Regions from separate parts of the Sus scrofa genome. Here region 1 is linked to region 2. The links are chromatin contacts, called in public Hi-C maps. All regions are on one chromosome and are shown on one strand. Each heading gives the region's core, a stretch centred on a gene start, on an enhancer-like site or on the middle of the called end of the contact. The rest is flanking DNA. Distances are from core to core; before and after follow the strand shown.

Region 1 (6,660 bases), core at 1,599-4,098, 38 kb before region 2:
AGGGGTATGGGGCCCTTGGGTTTGGGTCGGGCCAGCTTGGAGAGCTCTGGGGTCACTAGGAAGTTGGAATCTGTGGTGATAGTAGTTCTGACCCTGGCCCTTCCTTGACACCTGACTATATTGCAGCCTGACAAGGGTAGAATCAGAAGGAACAATCTGAGACCTGAGGGAGACCTCGAAGACACATGAGGAAGTACACATGTCCAAGAGGGCCCCGTGGGAGAAGAGGGGCCTAGGAAACCTCTTCCCCCTCCTCCAGGGACCTATGAAAAGTCCCAGGCTGATATGCAGGGAGAAGGACAAGGACACTGGTGAGAATCTCTGAATCCAGGTGTCAGGACAAAAGCTACTGAGATTGGGTGCAGATCCTGGTGGCCTCAAAAGCCACACTTGGTCTGCTTCTGGGTCCCAAAACAGGAAGGAAGGACAGGAGCTTTAGGATTCCTTCTTCCACTCCTCTCTCCCCTAGATGTGGGGAAGCTGTCCAGTGTCAGGAGCCATGGCCCTATCACCTCCCCAGCCTGCTTGAGGCTGGCACATTAAGGCGATGGATAAATATCCCTTTCAAATAAACAGATGAAAGTTACTAATCTCTCTCAGATGGCTTTGCCCTCTAGACTGCAGTGCCCCCTGCAGCACGGGGCAGGACCTGCAGCCACACACGCGGGAGGCCGGCTGCCCAGCAGAGCTGCATGGCCATTACCAAGGAAGAGATGACTGTGGCTGTGGGTTTCAGCGCCGTGGCTCTGCTTCCCTGGGGGGCCTGTCTCTGAGTCAACGTGCCAGCCTTGGGCGCGCGGGGCCAGTCGTGCCTTGGGTTGCGGTCTGGCAGGGGCGGGGGGGGGGCGGCTGGGAAGCCTGGGGCCCCTCTCTGGCAAAAATAGCCCACAGTGGTTAGAGCTGGGAGGGTGAGTCAGGCAGGAGTGCAGTGGCGCCTAACCCCTTCGCTGCCACTGGAGCTCCCTAAGGTGGTTTGCCTCTGTCTGCACAACTCAAGATCAGCCTCTTTCCCGGGCTGTCCTGCAGCTGGGCTCAGTTCGGGTGCCCAAGGCCCTCCTCATTCCAGGTGAAGCAAGTCTTCGAGTCAGGAGCCGCAATATGGGCCACCCAGAGTGCAGACCCAGGATCCTCAGAAGGGCAGGAGACCTCTGCTGGCAAGGATGCCTGTAAGCCAAGGGAAGCGTAAGGGCAGGCTGAAAATCCCTGGGGCTACCCGAGCTTCTGCCAGGGCCAAACTCTGAGACCAGAGCTGACCCCTCCCAAGGGGCAGGCATAGAGTTCGGAAGTGGGCGGAAGCCAAACCACCCAGAAGGGCGCTACTCCTGCCGGCTCCCATTGCCCTGCAGTGCGCTCTCCCGGAGGGCTCTCTACGCCTGACTGTCCAGCATCGGAAGTCCGTTCTCAGCTCCATCTTCATCTTGTCGAAGGCACCTTCCAGCCATCCAGCTATCAGTGGGGAAACTGCAGCCAGGAGAAATGACCACTTGGGACCAGGGTCCTGGCTCCCCAGTCTGGGTCACTGCACCCTCCTCCTTGCAGCCTTGGGGACCCCAGAGCAGGTGAGTGGAACGCCGGCCACCTCCCCCTTGAGTGGGGCCAAGCCTGAACCCAGGCGTCGGGGGAGAGGGTGTGTGTGTACGCTGGGAGGGGGAGCGGCTGGGCTCCCCGGGTCAAGGAGGGGGGAAGTGCGAGGCGAGGGGGTGGGGATGCCCCGGGCTCGGGGAGGGGCCGCAGCTCTGTCAGCCGCGGCAGAGCCGCCGGTGAGCTCGGCACGGGTAGAGCCGGAGCCCCCGGTTCTTTGCCTGCCCGCTCGCTAGCTTTCTCGATCACTCCGTCCCTTCCTCCCTCCCTTCCTCCCGGCGGCCGCGGCGGCGCTGGGGAAGCGGCGAAGAGGAGTGGCCCTGCCCTGGAAGAATGCGGCTCTGCCGAGGGGGCAGAACCCGACGCAGTCTCCCCACTGTTTGAACAGCCTGATCCCAGGCGACCCAACCGCGCCGGTGGCGGAGTCCGCGCCAGAGCAGCTGGAGGTAATCGGAACCGGGAGAGCAAGGAAGGCAGGGAGGCGCTGCACGGGGACGAGACAGGCACACTGGTAGTCAGACAGATAGACACGCATCCGCCCACAGGGGCACAGAGATGCAGAGAGAACCAGGGATATTGCCAGAGAGAAGGACACAGCAAATAAAGGAGTGGCCCCAGATTTGGAGGGCCCTGAACTGAGAGCAAAGGACTGGGCACTGAGACTGGGAACCTGGTCGGGACCAGATGGGCTATGCTAGGAGGAGGGAGACATGTAGTTAGGAAAGGTAGCGGACAAGAAAGGGACTCATCTTGTGCCACAGTCCCTTTCAGGAGGGAGCTAGCTCCCCTTCCTGCCTTTGTCACACCTGGAGCTTCCCCTCACTTCCTGCTGGGATGGAAGAGGGCAGAGCAGGGTGGGGAGCCCATACCTCCTCCCTTTTCAGAGAAGCCGCTGGCCCTGGAGGGCAGCTGGAGGCAACCCTCCCCCACCCTACCGGCTATGGGTGCTGGACCCCCTCCCAATGCTGCCCCTTAGCCCTGTGATCTCGTGAAGCTGTGTTGGGCCGGGGGAGGCCAGTCTTAGGACCCTTGGAAAGGGAATGGTGGGCAAGGTAATGGAGAGCTGTTGATGAGTCTATGCATCTCTTTGCAGGTGAGTGTGCGTCTGTGCCTGGCATTGTGTCTGGCTGGGTCAGGCTCCAGGGCACTGGCATAAGTCCCAGCTTCTGGGCCGGGACTCTTCCTCCAGGGCCCAGGTGCTCTGGAATCAAGAGGTGATCCTTATTGTTTTGCTTGGGGTGGGGATGAGAAGGGTCGGTGGGGTGGCCCTGGTGAGTGAGGAGCCCGAAGTTGGGCATCCTTCAGTTGCCCATGCAAGCCACCCTATTCCGGAGCCCTCCTTGTCTCCCTGTTCCGCAGGCCCTGATCGATCTGCCCAACCGGGGCCTTCGGGCCCGGGATTCGACATGCGGAAGGAGCCCGGGCCGCGGCCTCCGCCCTCGGGCCTCGCGGGTCTCCTGTTCCTGGCGTTGTGCAGTCGGTGAGCAGTTCCACGTGTCCCGGCCCACGAGAGGAAGCCCAGAGCTAGAGTCGGGGCGGGAGGAGTCAGAGAGGGCGCGAGGCCTGGACCCCAGACCCTGAAATGACTTCTCCGTCCGTCCCCAGGGCCCTAAGCAATGAGATTCTGGGCCTGAAGCTGCCCGGCGAGCCGCCGCTGACCGCCAACACCGTCTGCTTGACGCTGTCGGGCCTGAGCAAGCGGCAGTTAGGCCTGTGCCTGCGCAGCCCCGACGTGACGGCGTCTGCGCTTCAGGGCCTGCACATCGCCGTCCACGAGTGTCAGCACCAGCTGCGCGACCAGCGCTGGAACTGCTCCGCGCTCGAGGGCGGCGGCCGCCTGCCGCACCACAGCGCCATCCTCAAGCGCGGTGAGCCTGAGCGGGCGGGTCCGCGCCGCCGCCGGGGCTGGGGGGCGGGGGGCAGGCCGAGGCGAGCGGAGGCGGGAAGGGACGAGCTCGCGACTCCGGGAGGGGCATCTCCGGGAATTCCCCCCGCAGCCGCGCGGAGCTGGGTCTGGCCGCCCGTCTGGGGCCCCAGCGCTTCTGCCTTCCACCTGCGCGCTGCCGGCAAGGCAGCCGAGTCCCCGCTCCCCTACCCCAGGGCCCCCCTTTCCTGCCTCAGCCCGGCTCGGCTCGATCTGGGCTACACCTGTGAGCAAGAGATGCCCCCAGCCCTGGAAGCTTCAGATGCCCCCCTTCCCTCCCCCAATTTTCTGCCCCTCCCTCTCCAAGGAACAAGCCCAGGCTGGTGTCCCCAGAGCCTCAGCGGGGGTGGGGTGACGCCCCCAACCGTTTAAGGGTTAAACCTACTCGCCTAATTACTGGGGTTCCCAGGAGCAGAAGCTGGGAACAAAGACCCTGATGGCTTTGAAGCCGGGGAGCATCCCCCTCCTCTGTGCTGTGGGGGCCCCAGGTGGCTCTCACCTGAGCAGGTGAGGAAGGGCTGGAAGGGTGGAGAACAGGTCACTGCGGATCCGGGAGGGGAGGCTTGTCTGGGGGCCGGGTCTAGGAGGCGTCCCTGTCTCTTGGTAGGCCATGCCTGTGTTTACTCCCAAGAGGCATAAACACCCATCTCAGGCTCAGCTCAAAGGTGGGGGCAATACTTTGGGGACTACGGGGTTAATAGGCAGCTGCCATCTGCGGGGGAATTCCCAAGACTTGTGCAAACAGCTTCACCCCTGGAGGGCTGGGGTTGGGGGATCAGGAGGCTGGGCCAGGAGCCCTGCATCCTGGGATGGGAGAGGCCTGGCCCCTCAGGAGGTGCTGTCTCTCGTCCTCTCAGGGCTCCAGAAAGCCCCTGCCTAAAAGGAAGTGAGCGACACCGCCCCCCTTCTCCAGAGGGCCTGGTGTAGGGGAAGGCTTTGATGCCCAAATGAGAAGCATGACTATCTAAGCCTGGGAAAGACTTGTCATCCTGAGCCTCTGTGACCCCCAAAGCAAAACAAAGAAGCCAACATTTTAAGAGGGCCTTAGGGAGAATCACCCGCACCTCTCTCTCCCTCCCAGCGTTTTATAGAGTAATAGCAGGTTAGGATAAACATGAAGGGCAGTCGTAACGGGCAAATATAAAACCAGAAACTGGAAAGAGGAAGCACAGCTCCAGCGCTTTTGGGATGTTGGGTAGGTGGGTTAAAAGACTGATTAAAATAATCTTGAATTACAACAAAACAAAACAAGACAAAACGCAAAACCAAAGGCCTCTGCTTCCACCCCACCTGCAGAGCTGGGGGATTTCTAAAGCTTTCAGATGTAGAACTCAGTGAACACATCTTCAAAGACCTCAGGGACTCTCTCTCTTAGTCATCTCCCAACCCCAGGGGTCTTTTCCTCTAGACTAGCTCTTTTATCTACATCTGGAAATCCCAGACTTAAAGAGGGATCATCTCAGCCCATCGCTCCCTTCCTAGATGAGGAAACTGAGGCTCTGTGCATTTGGTTCCCTTTCTTCTCCTTTAACTTGCTCCCGAAGTACTCAGCAGGGTCGGGAGTCAGGCTTTTCTGGAATTGGAGGGTGGCTGTATAATACTTTTGACCTCCTTACTGTCCAGGCTCCAGGGCGTTCCCCTACCATCACCTCCTTTTCATCCCCAGGTTTCCGAGAGAGCGCTTTTTCCTTCTCCATGCTGGCTGCTGGGGTCATGCACGCGGTAGCCACCGCCTGCAGCCTGGGCAAGCTGGTGAGCTGCGGCTGCGGCTGGAAGGGCAGTGGTGAGCAGGATCGGCTGAGGGCCAAACTGCTACAGCTGCAGGCACTGTCCCGAGGCAAGAGTTTTCCCCACTCCCTGCCCAGCCCAGGCCCTGGCTCAAGCCCCAGCCCCGGCCCCCAGGACACGTGGGAATGGGGTGGCTGTAACCATGACATGGACTTTGGAGAGAAGTTCTCTCGGGATTTCTTGGATTCCAGGGAAGCTCCCCGGGACATCCAGGCACGAATGCGAATCCACAACAACAGGGTGGGGCGTCAGGTATGTGTGTGTGACTTGTCCTGGGTCCCCCTAGCTTTTGAGGCCTGGCCAGATTTGGGGAGGCACAGCAGAGTAAAAGGATGAGATGGGGTGGGTGATTGTCACTCACCAGCTCGGTGGCCTGGAGCAGAGCAAGTCACTTAACCTCAGTTTTGCATCTGTGAAAAGTTTAATGATACCTACTTTACAATGTCGTTAAGAATGAGCTAGGTCTTCTGAGACGGCCCACACTTTGTCAATCTCTCAGTAAATCTACTTATCATAAATAAATAAGTAAATAATACATAAATAAAATGGGTGTGCCAGCAAATAGAGCACCCGGCATAGTGCCTAGTCCTTGGCAGGTTTTCATTACGTGGCAGCTTTTTTTTTTCCGTTTAATTTATTTTTTTATTTTTTAGGGGTGTACCTGCGGCATGTGGAGGTTCCCAGGCTAGGGGTGGAATTGGAGCTGTAGCCGCTGGCCTATGCCACAGCCATAGCGACTCGGGATCCGAGCCACATCTGTGACCTACACCACAGCTCATGGCAACACCCAATCTTTAACCCACTGAGGGAGGCCAAGGATTGAACTCACATCCTCATGGATCCTAGTTGGGTTCGTTAACTGCTGAGTTCGTTAACTGCTGAGCCAGGAAGGGAACTCCTACATGGCAGCTTTTCTTTTTTTTTTCTTTTTTGGCTGCAACTGAGGCATGCGGAAGTTCCCTATCGGCCCTGCGTCATGGAAGCGACAATGCCAGATCCTTAACCCACTAAGCCACCAGGGAACTCCATGGTAGTAGCTATTATAGTAGCTGCCTTCCCTATAGAACTTAGGGGTGCTCCGGGCTAGGCTTCTCAGTTTAGCAGTGCTCCTTCTGGAAAGAGCACTGGACTGGGAGTCAGGACAACTAGAACTGAGTCCTGTGGCCTGCTAGTTACCAGCTGTCTCTGTCACCAGCTAGTGGTTGAAGATGGGCAAATTACGCTCTGCTCTGGTTTCAGTTCTACAGCCATAAAATGAGGGAGTTAGGCTATTAGCCAGTCTTGAAGTACCATTTTTCTTCTGATATTCCATTGTCATTCTTGCTTCTGTTTGTCCCTCTGTGCTCTCTGTTCCCTCCTGTCTCCTG
Region 2 (6,735 bases), core at 501-3,000:
GCATTCCATTACCCCCAGAAATTCCTTCCTGCTGAGGGTTTTTTTTTTTCCCCTTAAAAAAACAACCAAGAAGAGAGAAATAATGAAGGCTTAATCTGGGTGGTAGCCATGAGAATGGAAAGAAAGCTGGAGAGACTGTGGAGGGAGAATCCAAAGGAGGTGTGGGAGAAATGAGTCAGAGAGAGTGATGATAAAGGAGCCTCAAACAGAAGCAGGACCCTGGGATTGAAGTTGATTGTTGCAGGTGGGATGGGAGGAAAGAGAGGACTGAGTACAGTGTTATGTGTGTTGATTTGAGGTGCTAGTCAAACACCCAGCTGGAGCTCCCAGTACACACTTATGTCTAGAGTTCAGGAGGGCAGTCAGAGCTCAATGGCTTCACAGACCAGAGAGATGCTAACAAGGACAAAGACTAAAAAGTAACCCCAAACATGGTGACCGTGAGCTCTTTACTGACTTGAAGCGGCGTCCAGATGTCTGAGTGGCTTAAATCCTGCAGAAGGGGACTGCTAGGGTCACCCTTTTATTTATTTATTTATTTATCTATTTATTTATTTAGTCTTTTCTAGGGCCGCTCCTGCAGCACATGGAGGTTCCCAGGCTAGGGGTCTAATTGGAGCTGTTGCTGCCGGCCTATGCCACAGCCACAGCAAAGTGGGATCTGAGCTGCGTCTGCGACCTATACCATAGCTCACAGCAACGCCAGATCCTTGACCCACAGAGCAAGGCCAGGGATCGAACCCACAACCTCACTGTTCCTAGTTGGATTTGCTAACCACTGTGCCATGACGGGAACTGCAGGGTCACCCTTTCAAAAACCGAAGTCTGGAGTTACCTGGTGGTTCAGCAGGTTAAGGATCCAGTGTTGTCACTGCTGTGTCTCTGGTTACTGCTGTGGCACAGGCTCAGTCCCTGGCCTGGGAACTTCCGCATGCCACGGGCATGGCCAAAAATAAAAATAAATAAAAACTGAGGGGAGTTCCTGTTGTGGCTCAGTGGAAACAAATCCGACTAGTATCCATGAGGATGTGGGTTCAGTCCATGGCCTTGCTTAGTGGGTCAGGGATCTGGCATTGCCATGAGCTATGGTGTAGGTCGCAGATGCGGCTTGGATCCTGAGTTGCTGTGGTTGTGGCTGTGGTGTAGGCTGGCAGCTGCAGCTCCGATTCAACCCCTAGCCTGGGAACCTCCATTTGCTGTGGGTGCGGCCCTAAAAAGACTAAATAAATAACTAAAGACTGGGAGTTCCTCTGTGGCACAGCATGTTAAGGATCTGGTGTCTCTTTGGCAGCACAGGTTCGATCCCCCACCTGATGCAGTGAGTTAAGGATCTGGTGTTGCCACAGCTGTGGCGTAGGTGGCCGCTGCAGCTTGGATTTGATCCCTGGCTTGTGAACTTCCATATGCTGTGGGTACAGCTACAAAAGAAAAACTAAAAACTGAAGTCCTTGGACATATGCTAACGTGCTGTACTGCCCTCTTAACAAGTTTGTTGATGAAAGGAGGAAGGAGGAGTTCCCGTCGTGGCTCAGTGGGAATGAATCTGACTGGCATCCTGAGGACACAGCTTTGATCCCTGGCCTCGCTCAGTGGGATAAGGATCCAGCGTTGCTGTGAGCTGTGGTGTAGGTCACAGACACGGCTTGGATCTGGCATTGCTGTGGCATAGGCCAGTGGCTACAGCTCCAATTTGACCCCTAGCCTGGGAACCTCCATATGCTGAGGGTGTGGCCCTAAAAGGACAAAAAAGAAAGAAAAGAGAAAAGAAAAAGAAAAGAGGAAGGAACTGGAAACCTTGGAGGAAAAGATAGGAGCTGACCCCATCCTTCCACTATAATAGCCCTGTCCTCTCTTCAGTTCCCTTCTTGTGGGAGAAGGTGATGGGACAGCTACCTGCCTTATCTGACCTCCAAAAAATCAAGCCAAAGGGCTGGATGTGGGAGAGAGCTGCTACTTTTGACACCTACTGGGGTGGCCTGGGCCAGCCACTCCTGCCAGGGTAGGTGTGAGGAGACATACATCTTTAATAGGAAAGGACAGAGGGCAAACATGCTGGACTCGAGGATCCTGTGGTTTGAATTTTGTCTGCTGTTAATCACTTAGCTAGATGACCTTGGGCAAGTTACTTAACCTGAACACCCAGTTCCTCATCTTTAACATGGAAACAATTAGGCCTACCTTTCTAGATGGTTTAGAGGCTTACAGACAAGCGTTTGGAACACGATAGGTAATCGTAAATGGGTCTTAATTATGTGACCCAAGCCCCTCACTTTGAGACCAAACGGCTAACGGACAGGTTAGAATCTGCAACCTCCTGATCTTAGAGCGCAGAGGGAGCTCCCGCGGCCTCCTCCCCCCAGGAGGTGGGGACAAGGTGGAGGAAGGGCTGCAGGAGGAGGAGCTGGCGCGTCGCGACCCGCCCCGTCCCCCGTCCAGTCTGGCCTGGGCGCCGGAGGAACTGCCGCCCTCGCCGCTGCCACCACCAACCTGTCCTCGGTGCCCCGTGCCCTGTCCCCATCTAGTCATGACCCTGCGCCCCTCATTTCTGCCCCTCCGGCTGCTGCTGCTGCTGCTGCTCAGTGGGGCGATGTGCCGGGCTGAGGCTGGGTTCGAAACCGAAAGTCCCGTCCGGACCCTGCAAGTGGAGACCCTGGTGAGGAGTTAGTCCCGGGTGCCGCGGAGGTCGGGCTTCGTGGGGGAACTCCGAGGTCTAAACCAGCCTGGGAGCGGGGAGGCGGGGAAGTGCGGGGACTGACGGCGGCTACTGAGTCCAGGGGCAAGAATGGGCTCTTTGGAGGAGCCTCCGTGACTCCTGTAGTGCGGTCACAGGTGGAGCCCCCTGAACCGTGTGCTGAGCCGGCTGCCTTTGGAGACACGCTGCACATACACTACTCGGTGAGGGGCCTGGGGGCCGGGGCGGGGCCTTGGGGGGCGGCGCCCTGGTGAAACACGTCAGCGTTGGCTTGGACACGTGGCAAGCGGTTCAGGAGTAACTCAGGCTCTGGGGTCCTGCAGCACGTGGCGGGCGGGGGAGGGGCGCTCCTGTTCCCTAACCTTTTCCCCTTCCTGCTTTTACGCCAGTTCCTTCCCAGCCCTGAGAAATGAAGGGTGGAGAGATCTCCGAGAAGTGCCAGCCCTTTTGGGTCTTCCTGTTCCGTTCTGCCGGAGGGGAATGCTCGGCTGCTGCTGCAGGGGTGGGGGGTTGCCGCCCTGTTGTGTGTGTGCCCTGCTGGGAGCGGGAGGGGGAGGTACTAGGTGTGCGCTCTCCCCCCCCACCAGGGCAGCTTGGTAGATGGCCGCATCTTTGACACTTCTCTGAGCAGAGACCCTCTGGTTATAGAACTTGGTCAAAAGCAGGTGATACCAGGTATGTGAGATGTACCTCCTATCCCACTTCTTTCCAGCCTGAGTCCTGTCTTAGCTTCTTCAACCCGGTCAAACACCTTGCAAAGGCCCCCTGGAATAAGACCCCAGGGCTCCACTAGCCACCTCCTGAGATTCAAACCCCACTTCTAGTACTCCTCTTGCCCCATACCACACTGGAAGCCGGAGATCTGAGAAGTGGGGCGCTCAGTAGAGAATCAGGGGGAGCCTTTGGTCATCCTTTCCTGGGATTTGGGGAATTTAGGTAGTTTCCTGTTCAGTTGTGTCTTCTTCCTCAAGGTCTGGAGCAGAGCCTTCTAGACATGTGTGTGGGGTGAGTATCTGGGCAGGGGTGGGCTTGGGTACCCTCTGCATGGGTGGAGGCTGCCTCTGCTATCCCTGCTCCCAGAGGAGGCAGGAGAATGGGCTTCATCCTGGGCAGGTCCAGGTCATTGGGCTTCGAGGCTTTGGATAAAGAAAGCCTCAGGCCTTCTGGCTGTGGGTTTTGTTGATAGATTTGAGGCATCTGGGGGGATGGACACCTGAGCCGGTCAGCCTGTTTGGTGCTCAGGTGGGGAAGTCCATGTTTGGGTGTGACTATCCACAGGGTTTTGCTGGTGGGGCTTCAGATGGGTTGAGGCAGCTGGTCCCACCTGTTCCCACGCTACCTATGACTCACGTTCCTTCCCTCAGAGAGAAGCGAAGGGTAATCATCCCTTCTCATCTGGCCTATGGCAAACGGGGATTCCCGCCATCTATCCCAGGTAATCTGACCAGGCCTCTCTGAGGCAAAATACCTAGTCCCAGAGTTGCCTGGTGGCTCAGCGGGTTAAAAACCTGGTGTTGTCACTGCTGTGGCTCAGGTTGCTGCTGTGATGCGGGTTTGATCCCTGCCCTGGAACTTAGGCTAGCTGCAGGTGTAAAGCTATACCTTATGCACTTTGTCTGGAGCTTGAGAAGGTCTAAACCCAGCTTGCTGAAAGGCACCAGAGTGGCTGAGGCTTCCTTCGGCAGGCCCAGCCTTTTCTTCCTCAGATCACTGGCAGGGACTAGAGACATACCTGTTAAAGCCACCTGGCTTGCCCTTTGGCAACCAGTGACTTTTAGGGAGGAGACACCTGCTTGAGCCACTTTTAGGGAGGAGACACCTGCTTGAGCCGCCTGCTGCCAGTGCCACCTGCAACTCTGGACTTCTCTTCTGCCTTTTTCCTACAACTTCAAACTATTGTTTGTGCAGCTGGCATGGCTTCTCACCACATCTCTTCCATTCCTTTCAGCCCTCCACCAGGGAAGAGATAGTAAGAGTGATCATAGTCAAGTAGTTCAAAACTAAAAACTTTTTTTTCTGTCTTTTTAGGGCTGGGCTGAACCCACGGCAAATGCAAGTTCCCAGGCTAGGTGCTGGATTGGAGCAGCGGCTGCTGGCCTACACCAGATCTTTAACCCCCTGAGCGAGGCCAGGGCTCGAACCCACATCCTCATGGATGCTAGTTGGATTCGTCACTGCTGAGCCACAACAGGAACTCCAAAAAAAAATCAACTTTTAAAAGCCAAGCCCACCCCCTAATTTTAAAAGCCCTCAGAGTTCATCACTGAAACCTATTTTTGAAGGTCTGAGACTGGTTAGAGAAATGTTCTGTTAGTTACAATGAGTTGTATTTTCAGAGTTTGGGGATAAAAGTTCTTATCCTAGTTCCAGCTTAGAGAGAGACCCAGAAAAGGGGTTGAGGGACTAAAGAGAAATTCTTTGGAGTTCCCTGATGGCTCAGCAGGTTAAGGATCTGGTGGTGTCACTGCTGTGGCTCTGGTTACTGCTGTGGTATGGGTTCAACCTCTGGCCCAAGAGCCTCCATATGCTGCAGGTGCAGCCAAAAATAATTTTTTTTCTTTTTTTTTCTTTTTAGGGCCGCACCCATGGCATATGGAGGGTCCCAGGCTAGGAGTCCAATCGGAGCTACAGCTGCTGGCCTACGCCAGAGCCACAGCAACGCCAGATCTGAGCTGAGTCTGCAACCTACACCACAGCTCACAGCAGCGCTGGATCCTTAACCCCCTGAGCAAGGCCAGAGATCAGACCTGTGTCCTCATGGATCCTAGTCAGATTCATTAACCACTGAGCCACGACAGGAACTCTAGTGCTTTTCTTTTTTTTTCTTAAAATAGTTAAAAAAAATTTTTTTTTTCTTTAGGGCCATACTTGCAGCATATGGAAATTCCCAGGCTAGGGGTCGAATTGGAGCTGCAGCTTCCGGCCCATACCACAGCCACAACAATGTCAGATCTGAGTGACATCTGTGACCTATACCACAGCTCACAGCAATGTCTAATCCTTAACCCACTGAGAGAGGCCAGGAATCAAACTTGCCTCCTCATGGATATTAGTTGGGTTCTTAACCCACTGAGCCACAATGGGAACTCCAAGACTAGTCTTTTAAAACAAGAGAGAAGAAGAAATCCTTTTACCCGAAGCTTTCTGTTACCTCATTTCCCATGCTGCTTCTGTTTGCATTTCTCCTCCAATTCACTCCTGTTCATCCCCCCACTTCTAACTTGTTAAACCACATCCTTCTTCCTCTCTAGTCCTTATGTTGAAATACCTATTTTTTTTTTTTTCTAACAATTACATTGAGTGTGCTCATTGGTTGGTGAAATTTTAAAAAGTCTAGTTTAAATCCAATTAATTTCAGCCCTGCAAAGATTCTGTCCATGGGCTTTTTGGGAATGGAATACAGTGAGTACAGAGGTTCTCTAACTGATATGATGGAGAATATAAGAATGTCTCTATAAATGGAGAGCAGCCTGTACTTTTCAGATCCACAGAAGTTTTCCTGTCAAAGACCTGTCAGTGAATACAAGCCACACGTGTCTATTTAGGGTAAACGTGACTGTCGCTGGAGAGCCTCATAACCCTCTTCTGCCTCTGCCTTTGGGACCGGGAACTCAGCCCTCTATTTAAATCTTGCCAGCTTTGTAGTTGTTGCTATGGTGTGGTCCGCCCTCCCTGTTTTCATTCAGATTCTGAGTCCTGGATAAAATGCGCAGATTCTAACCCTCACCTCCTCTCTGCCTCTAGCGGATGCAGAGCTGCATTTTGACGTGGAGCTGATTGCACTCATCCGAGCCAACTACTGGCAAAAGCTGGTGAAGGGCATTTTGCCTCTGGTAGGCATGGCCATGGTGCCAGCCCTCTTGGGCCTCATTGGGTATCACCTATACAAAAAGGCCAGCAGACCTAAAGTCTCCAAAAAGAAGCTCAAGGAAGAGAAACGAAACAAGAGCAAAAAGAAATAATAAATAATAGTAATTTTAAAAATCTTTGCATTCTTCACCCGATACGTTCTGAGGCTACCTTTGTAAGTGGGAATGAGATAA

The links. Hi-C and Micro-C count contacts between places; a contact is called where the count stands out from the background.
Region 1: a contact with region 2 is called in a Hi-C map of skeletal muscle, with 3 times the contacts expected there. The contact joins the promoter of WNT10B here to the promoter of FKBP11 in region 2. A contact is called at or near these places in 2 of 5 promoter capture datasets (fetal liver and liver), 16 of 47 Hi-C or Micro-C datasets (adipose tissue, alveolar macrophages, blood and 9 more) and 2 of 2 datasets of contacts at active chromatin or transcription factors (alveolar macrophages and skeletal muscle).

The regions. Positions count from the first base shown.
Region 1 is chr5:14,998,631-15,005,290 of Sscrofa11.1, reverse strand. WNT10B (Wnt family member 10B) reads left to right here and starts at 2,848. Exons shown (of 4, transcript NM_001287016.1): 1 at 2,848-3,061; 2 at 3,187-3,449; 3 at 5,172-5,545. The coding sequence starts at 2,988.
Region 2 is chr5:14,959,246-14,965,980 of Sscrofa11.1, reverse strand. It overlaps FKBP11 (peptidyl-prolyl cis-trans isomerase FKBP11), which reads left to right and starts at 1,750. Exons shown (of 6, transcript XM_003126097.4): 1 at 1,750-2,653; 2 at 2,830-2,895; 3 at 3,280-3,367; 4 at 3,664-3,697; 5 at 4,057-4,127; 6 at 6,437-6,676. The coding sequence starts at 2,525. The coding sequence ends at 6,654.